2 separate regions of the Drosophila melanogaster genome follow, and region 2 is linked to region 1. The links are chromatin contacts, called in public HiChIP or PLAC-seq maps. All regions are on one chromosome and are shown on one strand. The core of a region is the stretch at or near the end of the contact, and the rest is flanking DNA. Distances in the headings are between cores, read along the strand shown. Region 1 holds the start of Lk6 (Lk6 kinase). Region 2 holds the start of mthl5 (methuselah-like 5).

Region 1 (5,511 bases), core at 1,222-3,721:
TTGGTGGTGTTGGTGGAATGGCAGGGAAAAGGAATACCCTTTTGTGCTTGGAATCTAGTATTGCTTAAATTGATAATCATATTATGCGAATTTATACCAGTCAACTGGTCTAATTACAAAGGGTAACTATTGGTGCTGAAATCTACATATGTATGTGTGAATATATTCCTATTGTACAGCAGTTTACCCATATGGATTTCATGATTTTTCAAAGCAGCTCACTTATGCCCGATTTTATAGGATATTAGTGGAATTAGTGGATGTCAGTGGTCCAACCCAACCGTATCTAGCATATTTACACAACAATCTGTCCTGTTTCATAAGATTATCTTTGATAAACACAAAGTATGGACTATAATCACTATCTAAACGAAAACAACAAACTTCTAGTTTAACCTCCAGTTAGAATATGACTAATTAGTGGATTTAGTTGATCTTTGTCATTGTTATTTTATAGCATATATCAAATCCCACATATAATTAAGAACTTGTGTACAATAATAACACCCCCAGTGATGGTTATAAAGTCCAGATGCTGGAATACCCCTAAAATTAGGGCACATACACACTTATATTCAGCTTAATGGCCCCAGTCGAATGATGCAATGGGGTTCTCTTGGCGAAACAAAACAACTGTAAACACCACACAGACTGTGCGGGGTGGGTGAAGGGAAGCGGAGTGGGTGGTGGGGTTGGGCGCCGGCAGGCAGACAGCATGCATGTTCTCGAACATCGTGTGACGTCAAGGAAATACACTGCGGCACCCGGTGCGCAACGTGGCCCAGTCAGTCAATGCTCCCTAGTTCGTTCGATTGATTAGCAAGGGTAAACGAAACGAAAGTGCTGCCTGGCCCAGCTTTGCCGATAACTGACTAGAAATCCACTGAATGAAAGCGTAGGAGCAATGGTCGGGTCTTTTCTCTGATTGGTAGTCAGTCCCCACCCAATGACAAGCAGAATAATACATACATATGGTTAGGAACTTTAGAGGAAGTATAACTTCCGATACAAAATATTACATTAACGTATATCTTTTTTTTACCATTGCATTTTAGCAGAAATATCCTACAAATCGTATTTTATAGGTACAACTTTAAGAAGCAAAGAACGTTTGTCACATTCTCAAAATAATAATTATATGCTTAAATAAGGCTTTTGTTTTCTTTTGGCATGCAAATAACTGTTGCCTACGAAATATACTTTATATTTAGGCAATACAACAATATTACGACAGAGATACAGGTGAATTTCCAATAGGTAGAAGTTCAAATTTATACGAAAGAGCTGCCAAATTCACAGTCAGAGCAAATATTTGCAATTATTTCATCATTCTGTTAACATGTTGTCTAGTTAAAATTAAACTGGTGACACACGAAGCGCAAATATGCGAAATCTCTTCAGAAGGTTTCCAAAATATATCTCATGCATCACAGTTTGCTTCTCAGCTATGGGAATTTAGTGTCAAACTCCCAGAGTTCTAGAAACTCAAATTGCTCACCTGACTGACTCTGGCTGCAGCTGTTGTCCGTGTTGCTGCAGGAAATGCCGCTGCCACTCCGGATGCCGCTGTCCCCAGATCCACGGGGGTGGTTGTTGTTATTGTTGTTGCTTGCTTTCGCAGCAGCGGCAGAAGCAGCTGTCCCGGACTTGGGCTCCACCATGTTGTTGCTGTTGTTGTTACTGTACGGTGCTCCTGGACGCGATTAGAGTGAGACAGGCAGAGTGCTTACAAGCTGGAAAAAGGGTTTACGGTGCAACAAATGAGCAGCAGTTTTTCTCAGTCTCTCGTGCTCTTTCCTCTCTTCTCGTTCAGTTCATTCAAAATCAAAATGGTGGCCGCCTATGGGATTTTTGTGTTTTTAATACAATGCGGCGGTTGATGAAAAAACTGATTCAATTCTGCTGCAGATGCTCCTCTCTCTCTCTCTCTCTATCTATCGCTCTCCGCTGTTTATTTATTCTTGGTTTGGTGGTTGAGTCGTCGTTGGTGTGGCTGCTGTTGTTGTTGTAATCGATGGCTGCTGCTGATTTCTCTCATCACACAGGCGAAAAAAGCTCAAGCAAAAAATGGGGTTTATCTATTTGCACCGCTTTTTTCGGTTATCTGCGATATTTTTTGTTTTTTTCTTCGGGTATTGCGATTTTTGCGTTTCACCTCTTCTTTGTGGGCTTGGTGCAGTAGTGCTGTTGCTGTGGTTGTTGCTCTTGTAGTTGTTGGTGAGATGGTTGTTGTAGTGATGGAGGCGTTAATTTAGTTCTATTTTATTTTCCGGAGCTGCTGGAGATGGCTGGTGTGGCGGTGGAGTTGGTCGTTAAAATTTCCTCTGCTGATTACAACACAAAAAAAATCGCTGAATAGCGGACAAAAGCCGTTTTCTTTGCGTATTTCGCTTTAAGTTTCCTTCCCAGCTACCGATCCATTTTCAAAGTTCGAATGATTCCGACGAATGACGACGAATTCATCCGTGTGGCCGGAGGTACCATTTTGGTAGGACCGTTTTTCGGGCCAACGAAAATACCACAAGACGGCAGCGACACTAGGGTTTTTTGCTTCAAATGTAGTATGGCTACGCAACTCACATATGGTTGAGAACTTCGCTGTTTATTTGGTGGTTAAACTAGCTAAATACAATAAGAGTGGCAACGCCGTCACGTTTTCTACATGTATTTTACTTGGCGTAGTGCGCCAAGCTTATAAACCACAGTTGGGCGGTTCTTTTGAATTGTTTAATTTACACCCCACTATGAAACTTATTAGCCTTCTTTATTTATTTTATATTTTATTTTTGGGAAGAATACGTTTACTCAAGGTTCGCAGCTTGTCAATCAGTATTCGCAAATATCAATAATAAAAGGCATCAATTTTCCAATCAGCAGTTGAAAAGAACTCCCCTCGACATTTGAACAAAATGCATTTTTGGGTGATTATAATTTATTAGAATTTTTATTGACTTAAGGTAAATATAAATAAAATATTATTCAAGTACAAAGTTATATATACTCATTAATATTATTTGATTCAAGTAAATATATTTCAAAGTGGCGGTGTTTTATTATATCATTTTTCAATTAAGTACAATTTACTGTTCCTGCTCTATTTCTATGGGTTCGCAGAGAGTCCAAAAGTACTCTTAACACTCGGTCCTGTAAGGTGTGTATAATTTTCGGGCAGGCCATTTTCGGATTTGGCCCGACCGGAAAATATTGCGAGCCATTGACGACGCACCTGCAAGTTTTAAACCTGGCTTATTGACTCGTGATTTCCTCGTCTTTGAGACCCGGGGATCGAGTACTTGTGGGTACTTTGCGAACCCGGACTTCAAACCTTGCCCATGCAACAATTGTATCTTTGTGTAGTTTACGTTTAATCAATGAATTTGGATCACAAACAGTAAATACGTCTTTAACGATAATTGCAGTTGAATTAAACATATTAAGATAAGGGTAGTGGGGTGGGGGTACCTTTGTTTTAATTATAAAAATATTATATCTGCATTTTACATGTTTTTGTTTCGCTACTATCGTTTTTGCTCGAAATTACATAAGTCCAGCCTTAAAACAAGTAATTTTCGTCACCAATCGCATTCGCGCACGCTCCATTATCCATAACACTCGGTTTCGTCATCAATTCAATTCAATTCAATTTTGCATTTAAACGCTACGTTGCCTTAACTTCAGTCCTTTCGCAGAAAATCTAACCCTTAAATGTATTTAGCTCTTCGCCCGTCGATCCTTTTTCTTCCCTCCTTCCTTCCTTCACATCCCCCGCATGCTGCAGACACTAAACATAAATTCAATACGTACAGTTTCAAATTGGATGCGCGGCATCGTATCGTCGTTTAATGTAAAAGGTGTAATGCTACGCGCCCTTTTCGTCTGATCCTTGCCCTAAATGCCATCCTAGGGTATTAATCCATCCACCTCTAACTACAATTTAACTTCTCTTTGGCCGCAAACCCCCCGCATTACTTATTTAGCTCCTGTAAATATGAACTGCTTATGTTTCGCTTACGCTCCTTCGATCATTTTTGTGTTTGCTTTTGTTTTTGTGTTTATAATTTATTTAAATGCACTAAAAGTTGCACGGACCGTTTGCCAGCAGCCTGTGAAGTCGATCGTCGTCGGTTCGGCTGTGTTGCGATCTAGATCTATCCTGTAATTGTCGATTTTATACCTTCGATAAGCCAATGAAGTGTGAGAAAATATGTATCTATTTCGTCATTTGTTTGTTCGTTCGTTATGCATTTTAGTTGGTTGATGATGGTTCGTTTTGCGTTTATAAAATGCCAAAATTTGTGCAAATTTCTAAAACATTTTTAGTTTGTTCTTCTCGTATTATTCTAAAATATTTGTAACTTTAAAATGTACTTCCTCATTAGATTAAATTTTTCTTTTCTTTTCTTTTCTTTTGTTTTGTTTCATTTTTCTTTTCTTTTTTCACTTCGTTTAAAATATTGCATTTTTATTTTATGTTTTTCTTTTGGAGGCTTTATCCCTGAGTGATTTAATTTCATTTGTTTGTCATTTATTGCAACTTTTTCTTTATAAACTTATTGTTTTATATTTTCTTATTCGATTTAGTGTGTCAAGAAAAATAGATAGAGAGAGAGAGAGAGAGTGAGTGAGACCGAGAAAATCAATGGCAAAATAAAAACTCCTTGTTTGCTGTGAAGGTTGCTTAATTATTTATATGTTGTTACGTTATTGTTTACCAAATTGTTCTGCCTTACGGGCCAACAAAACGCATTAATAATATGCTACCCTCTGGCGTAGTAACTGTATTGAGATTTGCTTAGTTTCGCTTATTTTTCCATTAACTTTTTGGCTAATACACATCCTCGGTTTACTTGTCTATATGCAATCTGCTGCTGTGTCGTGAGTGCTTCTTCTCTTGTGGGTGTGTAGTTAAAATATTTGTACTTCACTGCAAGTGTTTCATTTACGTTCCGCACTGTATACTACTGTTGATCCAAACTGGCTGGCACCGGATCAAATAAATACACAAGTTTTTGGCACCAACCAAGAAGGTTATCTTTCTGATTAAGTACATTTTTCGTAAGAAGTGTGCCGGAAAAATAGTTTTTGAACGTGAAAAATGCATACAAATGTCGCTCTGGCTCAAACTCTTCAGAAATTACGATTTGAAAAGTTATTTTACTCTTGCAAGTGTTTTGTACTAGATCCATAGGCTATAACCGGATTAAGACTTTAAAATGTGATTTTAACTTGGAATGTGAAACAACATCCACTTACACTTTGATTCGAAATCAATTAGGGATTGAAGTTTGAGCTCAGTGGGCCATTTTTGAATTGAGTGATCGAAACAAACAAGGAAAGAGACAAACAAACAAGTGGCTGAGTGTTCGCTTTACAATATCTGATTCTGCATCCGTATTTATATGCGTGTATCTGTAGGCTAGCGTATTTAGTTTGAAGCTTCGTATAACTATACAAGGTTTTGCAATATGTCGCATTGCTATGTATTCTTTTGGATCTGTTAAATCGTTTACT
Region 2 (5,465 bases), core at 1,176-3,675, 120 kb after region 1:
AAGAGGCTGAAGCACAGGATAATGTCCGCCACAATGAAGCTCACATGGCTGGTCAGCTCGGTGAAAATTCTGACAAGGTCTGCTGCCTGGCTTACCATAAGGCACATGGCTATCGTTGTCACAATGTTACCAACCAGATCTCTGCTGAATGGATTGAAAATTAACGCATGAAGCAAGTCAAATTCAAACTATTGCTCACCTGAGAGTAGGAAGTATAAAATAGATGATGGCGATGACCAGCAGGATAACAAGCGAGATGCCATGGAAAATTGGGTTTAAGATTTTGCGGAGCAGAAAGTTTGAGTCACTCCACTTGATCTCCTTGCGGGCCAAGCAAATGTTGGCGAATAGCACATTTTCCTCTCCAGTACTGGAAGTGGCCTGCGAATGGATTTTATGATCATCCATGCAATTTATGTGGACTTTAGCTACTCTTACCTTGTCAATGCAATACAATCCCTTATCGTAGTCATGGTATAGCGGTTCCAGACTGCCGGCAATATCCTCCTCATAATCCGATTGTATTCCATGACGCTCCTCTGCTTCGTTTTCGGCATTGGTGTAATGCCTTAGCCTCCCATCATCCAGTAACACTAGCTTATCAGAGCTCTAGAAAATATAAAAATATCTATAAGTATCTAAAAGTTTCTATGCAAAGAACTTCAAACTCACGCCAGCATAGTGGTATATTGGCCACATCTGCATGGATCCACAATTTGGAATCCCGATGACGAATTTGAACTTAACGGGCCTGTTTTGCTCTCCTCCATAGCTGGTGAACATCGGCTGGAAGTAGTCTGCAAATGGAAACGGACGATAAATAGAGAACACAGACCGTGGAAAATCATAAAGGCAGTTCAAGTTAACGCTGCTTTTGTTGCGGCTGGTGGATCAGAGGGGAGCCAGATTTTCTTTTCTCTCTGCGAATATAAATATTTACGCTTCTGGGCAAAGAACTTGAGCTGTTCCATGCGCCTTCATCAGCTGGTTTTGCAATTTGTGCAGATTGGTTCTTCTTCAATTATCGGAGTTCGGATACATTTTTTTCCACTCAGCCATTCATATGTTAATCATAGCTAAGCACACGGAAATTAGATTGCATGTTGCGATTATGTGCCCTGTTGTATTGTAGTATTGGGATTACTCAAATGACTACAATTAAAATCGGATGAGATCAGTACAATGCAATGATTCAACTATCAGTAATAGTTACATTTTTATGTGTCACCTATATGGCCGATCCATGGTCATAAATGTTTTATCCAGTTTTAGTTGTCCGAGCTAGAATATCGATATAGATGCTAGAGTACGCTTTTCTATTTCCCACAATTGTTGCGATTGTTTGTCAAACATTCACCCAAGGCAATATATCACTATATTCACCATTAGCTCCACAAACATTAATTACCAGGGCTCGCATTTATGGGGAACAGAAGCATCTTATATTACCTTACTAATGGATTTTTTGCCTCATTTTACTTCCAAGAGATAATATTCCCGATTTGGGAATCCCTCATCAAGTGGCTACTTTATAGTTTAAACAGAAACATGCCCCACAGCATAAATCATATTTCTCATCAGGATTGGGGCCACCCTCTGTTTGTTTTAAGAACTTTCTTGGGGGAGTGCGAACTGTGGAGTTGGGGATATTTAGCTGTTGGCTTCGTTCCACTGATCCACTGATAGCCAACAAATGGGCCATTTAATGTTGGGCATACATATGTTGCATGCCAGAAGGGAAAATCCATAAAGTTGAATGGCCAACCAACTTCGTTGTGGTTGTTATGGCAACTTTTTCGAGCGACTAGGAGTTTTCCGCCTGGCCAGCTGTTGAACTTACCCGTTTCATTGACCTGCTGACACTCATGGTCCACGTGTATCTCGAACTTCTCGCAACATTTGTTGACCAGCACTAGGTTGGGATCGGAAGATAGGGCTGTTGATGATCCGGCGCTAGTGACATGACTGGTTACTGGTAAAGGGTTTAGACTAAGAAGTAATACGCAGAGCAGGGAAATCAGCAGAGCGCAGCAGCTGCATTTTTTTGCATTTTGCCCGGCTGCAAAATGCGCGCCAAGCGTTTTTACGAGCATCTTTTGCTTAGTAACACAGACACAGATACAAATACAATACACAGGTAAAAGGCAGTTGTCGTTGGTGTTTATGTGGATCTGCGCTTGCTAAGAAATGCGTCATCAAGGTGCCGGCTGTGAGCCAAGATCATGACTTGCATGCCAGAACTCAAGTAAGGCGACACTTTTTTTTGTATCAACACACCCACAAAGGCACTTTCGTCTGGGTTTCAGACTCGTATTCGGTTAATAAACAATGCGCGCTTTACTTCCTCTTTAAACAGTATTCAAAACGAAATAAAAATTGAAGAAGCAACATCAACCGATTCGAAGCGACGACAAAAAGCGAATGACTCTCTGTCCCCGGCTCTTAATATCGAGTCACTAAGGCGGCGAGAGAGTGGAGAGTTGCGAGAGCAGCGCTCAACCCCCACCAAAGAGCTCCCTCTCTCGCATTGAAAACCAGACTGAGCGTTGTACCCGAGTGCACCGACTATTCACTGCCCTGCCTGAAGGAATTTAAACCCACATATAATACCGTTCTTATTTATTTTCCGATTTAATACTTTTTTAAGGCATGCTATCAAATGTAGAAGAAGACATAGTAGGGAATGTACTTAGACATTTATGTAGGCTTACTACGGTTTCTATATGACTAAATGCTATTTCAATTTCAAGTTACTCACTTATTGCATTTGAAACAGATTGCACGCAAACAGATCTATATACTCAAAAGTAGCGTTGTATAATACCCTTTGATCCATCGAGGGTATAAAATGTGGAAGCAAGGCTTTGAATTCGCGCCCTCTTTCCATCACCGTGCTCTCTTTTTTTAAATTGAGCGACGGAAATTATCAATTGGAGCAAGTAGTCCGTGCGAGTGAAGCAGGAACCGGCAATGTCTGCCCGTATGAGTGTGCGACGGCTTTGTTTGCTCCTCCAGCGCACTCTAGTGCTCCCCCTCCCCTCGCTTCCTGCACCAGGATGAGGCTTGATGATGCGGTGCGATAAGATGCAGCTGTGTGCAATGCCCTATTGACGCGTGGCCTGTCATCACACTTGTCCTCTCGCACCTCCACAAACTCTGAAATGGAAGGGAAGATAAGAAGTCTTCTTTAAAGACTTCCCTTAGTTAAATGTTAGTCCGCAACACCCTTCAGCTAACCTTCAACACAGATTTGTATTGAACACACACGCATGTATTGGGTTTTAGGGAAAGTCCCCCCATTCCAACGGCAAGGACTTCCGCTTTCCGCTCACCTGGCTGGTCTAATTAGCACTACCTCTCTCGCACACATAGCCAAACTTAAATGGTGCAACTGTGTGAGTGGTCTTGCCCAAAATGATGACGTATCAACCTTTTGGGGTACACCAACCGGCTTGGCTTACATAGTATGTCTGGCTTTGAATACCTGTAGTGCAGCTGAAATCAAGAAAGAGAGAGAGAGAGCTTGGCAAGGCAAGAGAAACGCTCAATGTTTGCGTGAGTTTGTAGAATTCACGATGGCAGGTAGTACAACAAACACGTTCCATTCAACACGCGCGTTTGGGAAACCGAACAGGAGCGGATCAGCCCAAATGGGGGTTGAGAATTCATTTATTTGTAATATCTCTTAATTAGATATAACGACTTCTTGACTGATTGCTATAACAATATGAAAAAACAAACATACCTACAGCTCCTGGACATGCTAAAGTTTTATACCCGCTTCGAGATCAACGACGTTACTGGAAGTTCGCTCACTGATCACGACATGACCCAGCTGCACTACAAGAAGATCACCTCGCTGCAGCGAGCGGTGTTCGCCAAGTTTCCCAGCCTGCGGGTCTTTGCCTTGTCCAACGTAGCCACGGTGGATAACAGGGAGTCGCTGGAGCAGCACTTCGGTGGGTTGGATGGCAAGGGACTCCTTCAGATTGCCACGTTCTTGAATCTCGTGCCAGAGGAGGTGGTCTCACCCTTGGACTGGCATCGGGTAGACGAGCAATTTCTGCGTGAGCTGCTGATTACGCGACATGAGCGACGCTGTTCGCAGTTGGAGGCGCTAAACGAGATGCCCCTGTATCCCACGGAGCAGATCATCTGGGACGAGAACGTGGTGCCCTCGGAATATTACTCCGGTGACAGCTGCTTGGCGCTACCCAAACTTAATCTGCAGTTCCTGACTCTCCACGATTATCTCCTACGCAACTTTAACCTATTCCGCTTGGAATCCACCTATGAAATCCGCCAAGATATCGAAGATGCCGTCAGCCGCATGTTGCCATGGAAATCCGAAGATGGCGATGTTGTGTTCGGTGGCTGGGCAAGAATGGCTCTGCCCATTGCCAGCTTTGCCGTTGTCGAAGTGGCCAAACCTCATCTTGGCGAAAAGAAGCCCTCCAGAGTACGTGCTGATGTGGGCGTAACTCTTTCGGTGCGCCGAGAGATCAAGGCAGAGTGGGAGAACCTTCGAAAGCACGACGTGTGCTTCCTCATAACCGTAAAGCCAACGCAACCATACGGCACTAAGTACAAGCACCGCGAGCCTTTTGTTCCCCAGGTAGGCTTGGTCAGTGTCCGTGGGTGTGAGGTGGAGGGCATGCTAGATGCCAATGGCCGAGTCATAGAAGACGGCCCGGAACCAAGGCCACAGCTGCAGGGTGAGAATCGTTGCTACCGCGTTTGGCTGGACTCCAATCAGTACCGCTTGGATATGGACGATCTACAGGAGGTAGGTGTCCAACTATTTCCTGCTAATTGCCAACAGTGTTACTTAATAAGATCCTTATTCAGGGAGCCGACGATGTCTACGAGAGTTTTAACATCCTCATGCGCCGCAAGCCCAAGGAGAATAACTTCAAGGCCGTGCTGGAAACCATACGTCATTTAATGAATACTGAATGCGTGGTTCCGCCTTGGCTTCACGACATCCTTTTGGGCTATGGTGATCCTGGAGCTGCCCACTACAGTAATATGCCCAATCAGGAACGCAGTCTGGAGTTTAACGATACCTTCATGGATTACAATCATCTTGAGGCCAGTTTCCCCCAATATAATTTGAAGTGTGAGGTGCCAGTGGAAAACCGCCAACCTCCTTTTAGGCTAATATTTGAGGATGTGCCTATTCAAAAGGAAAGCGATGGAGAGGATCCTGAAGAGAAACCTGAAGAGAAATTGACCAAATCCATTTTGGTGCAGCCCTACAAATATGAAGCCAGGGGCCCATATCCCAGCGACAAGCCTAAACAGTAAGTATTGAAATCTGATATCCAGCTTAATGTATTTAATAACTCTCATGTATGATTTAACCAAATTGACTACAAATGACCTTTCATTCTGTTTTAGAAACTCTATTCGTTTTACACCCACTCAAGTGGAAGCCATTCGTGCTGGAATGCAACCGGGACTGA

The links. HiChIP or PLAC-seq counts read pairs in DNA pulled down with a chosen protein or histone mark.
Region 2: a Psq HiChIP or PLAC-seq map of the Kc167 cell line shows a contact between it and region 1, with 4 times the contacts expected there. The contact joins the promoter of mthl5 here to the promoter of Lk6 in region 1. A contact is called at or near these places in 6 of 107 Hi-C or Micro-C datasets (the Kc167 cell line, the S2 cell line, the Sg4 cell line and 1 more) and 2 of 6 datasets of contacts at active chromatin or transcription factors (both in the Kc167 cell line).

What each region holds. Positions count from the first base shown.
Region 1 is chr3R:11,761,986-11,767,496 of dm6, forward strand. Lk6 (Lk6 kinase) reads right to left here and starts at 2,472. Exons shown (of 6, transcript NM_143729.3): 1 at 1,499-2,472. The coding sequence starts at 1,661. It overlaps l(3)neo38 (lethal (3) neo38), which reads right to left. Exons shown (of 6, transcript NM_001043243.3): 6 at 3,053-5,511.
Region 2 is chr3R:11,884,743-11,890,207 of dm6, forward strand. It overlaps mthl5 (methuselah-like 5), which reads right to left and starts at 2,426. Exons shown (of 6, transcript NM_141869.3): 1 at 1,841-2,426; 2 at 673-797; 3 at 439-609; 4 at 200-381; 5 at 1-141. The coding sequence starts at 2,093. CG31368 reads left to right here. Exons shown (of 8, transcript NM_206476.3): 4 at 3,752-4,786; 5 at 4,849-5,303; 6 at 5,401-5,465.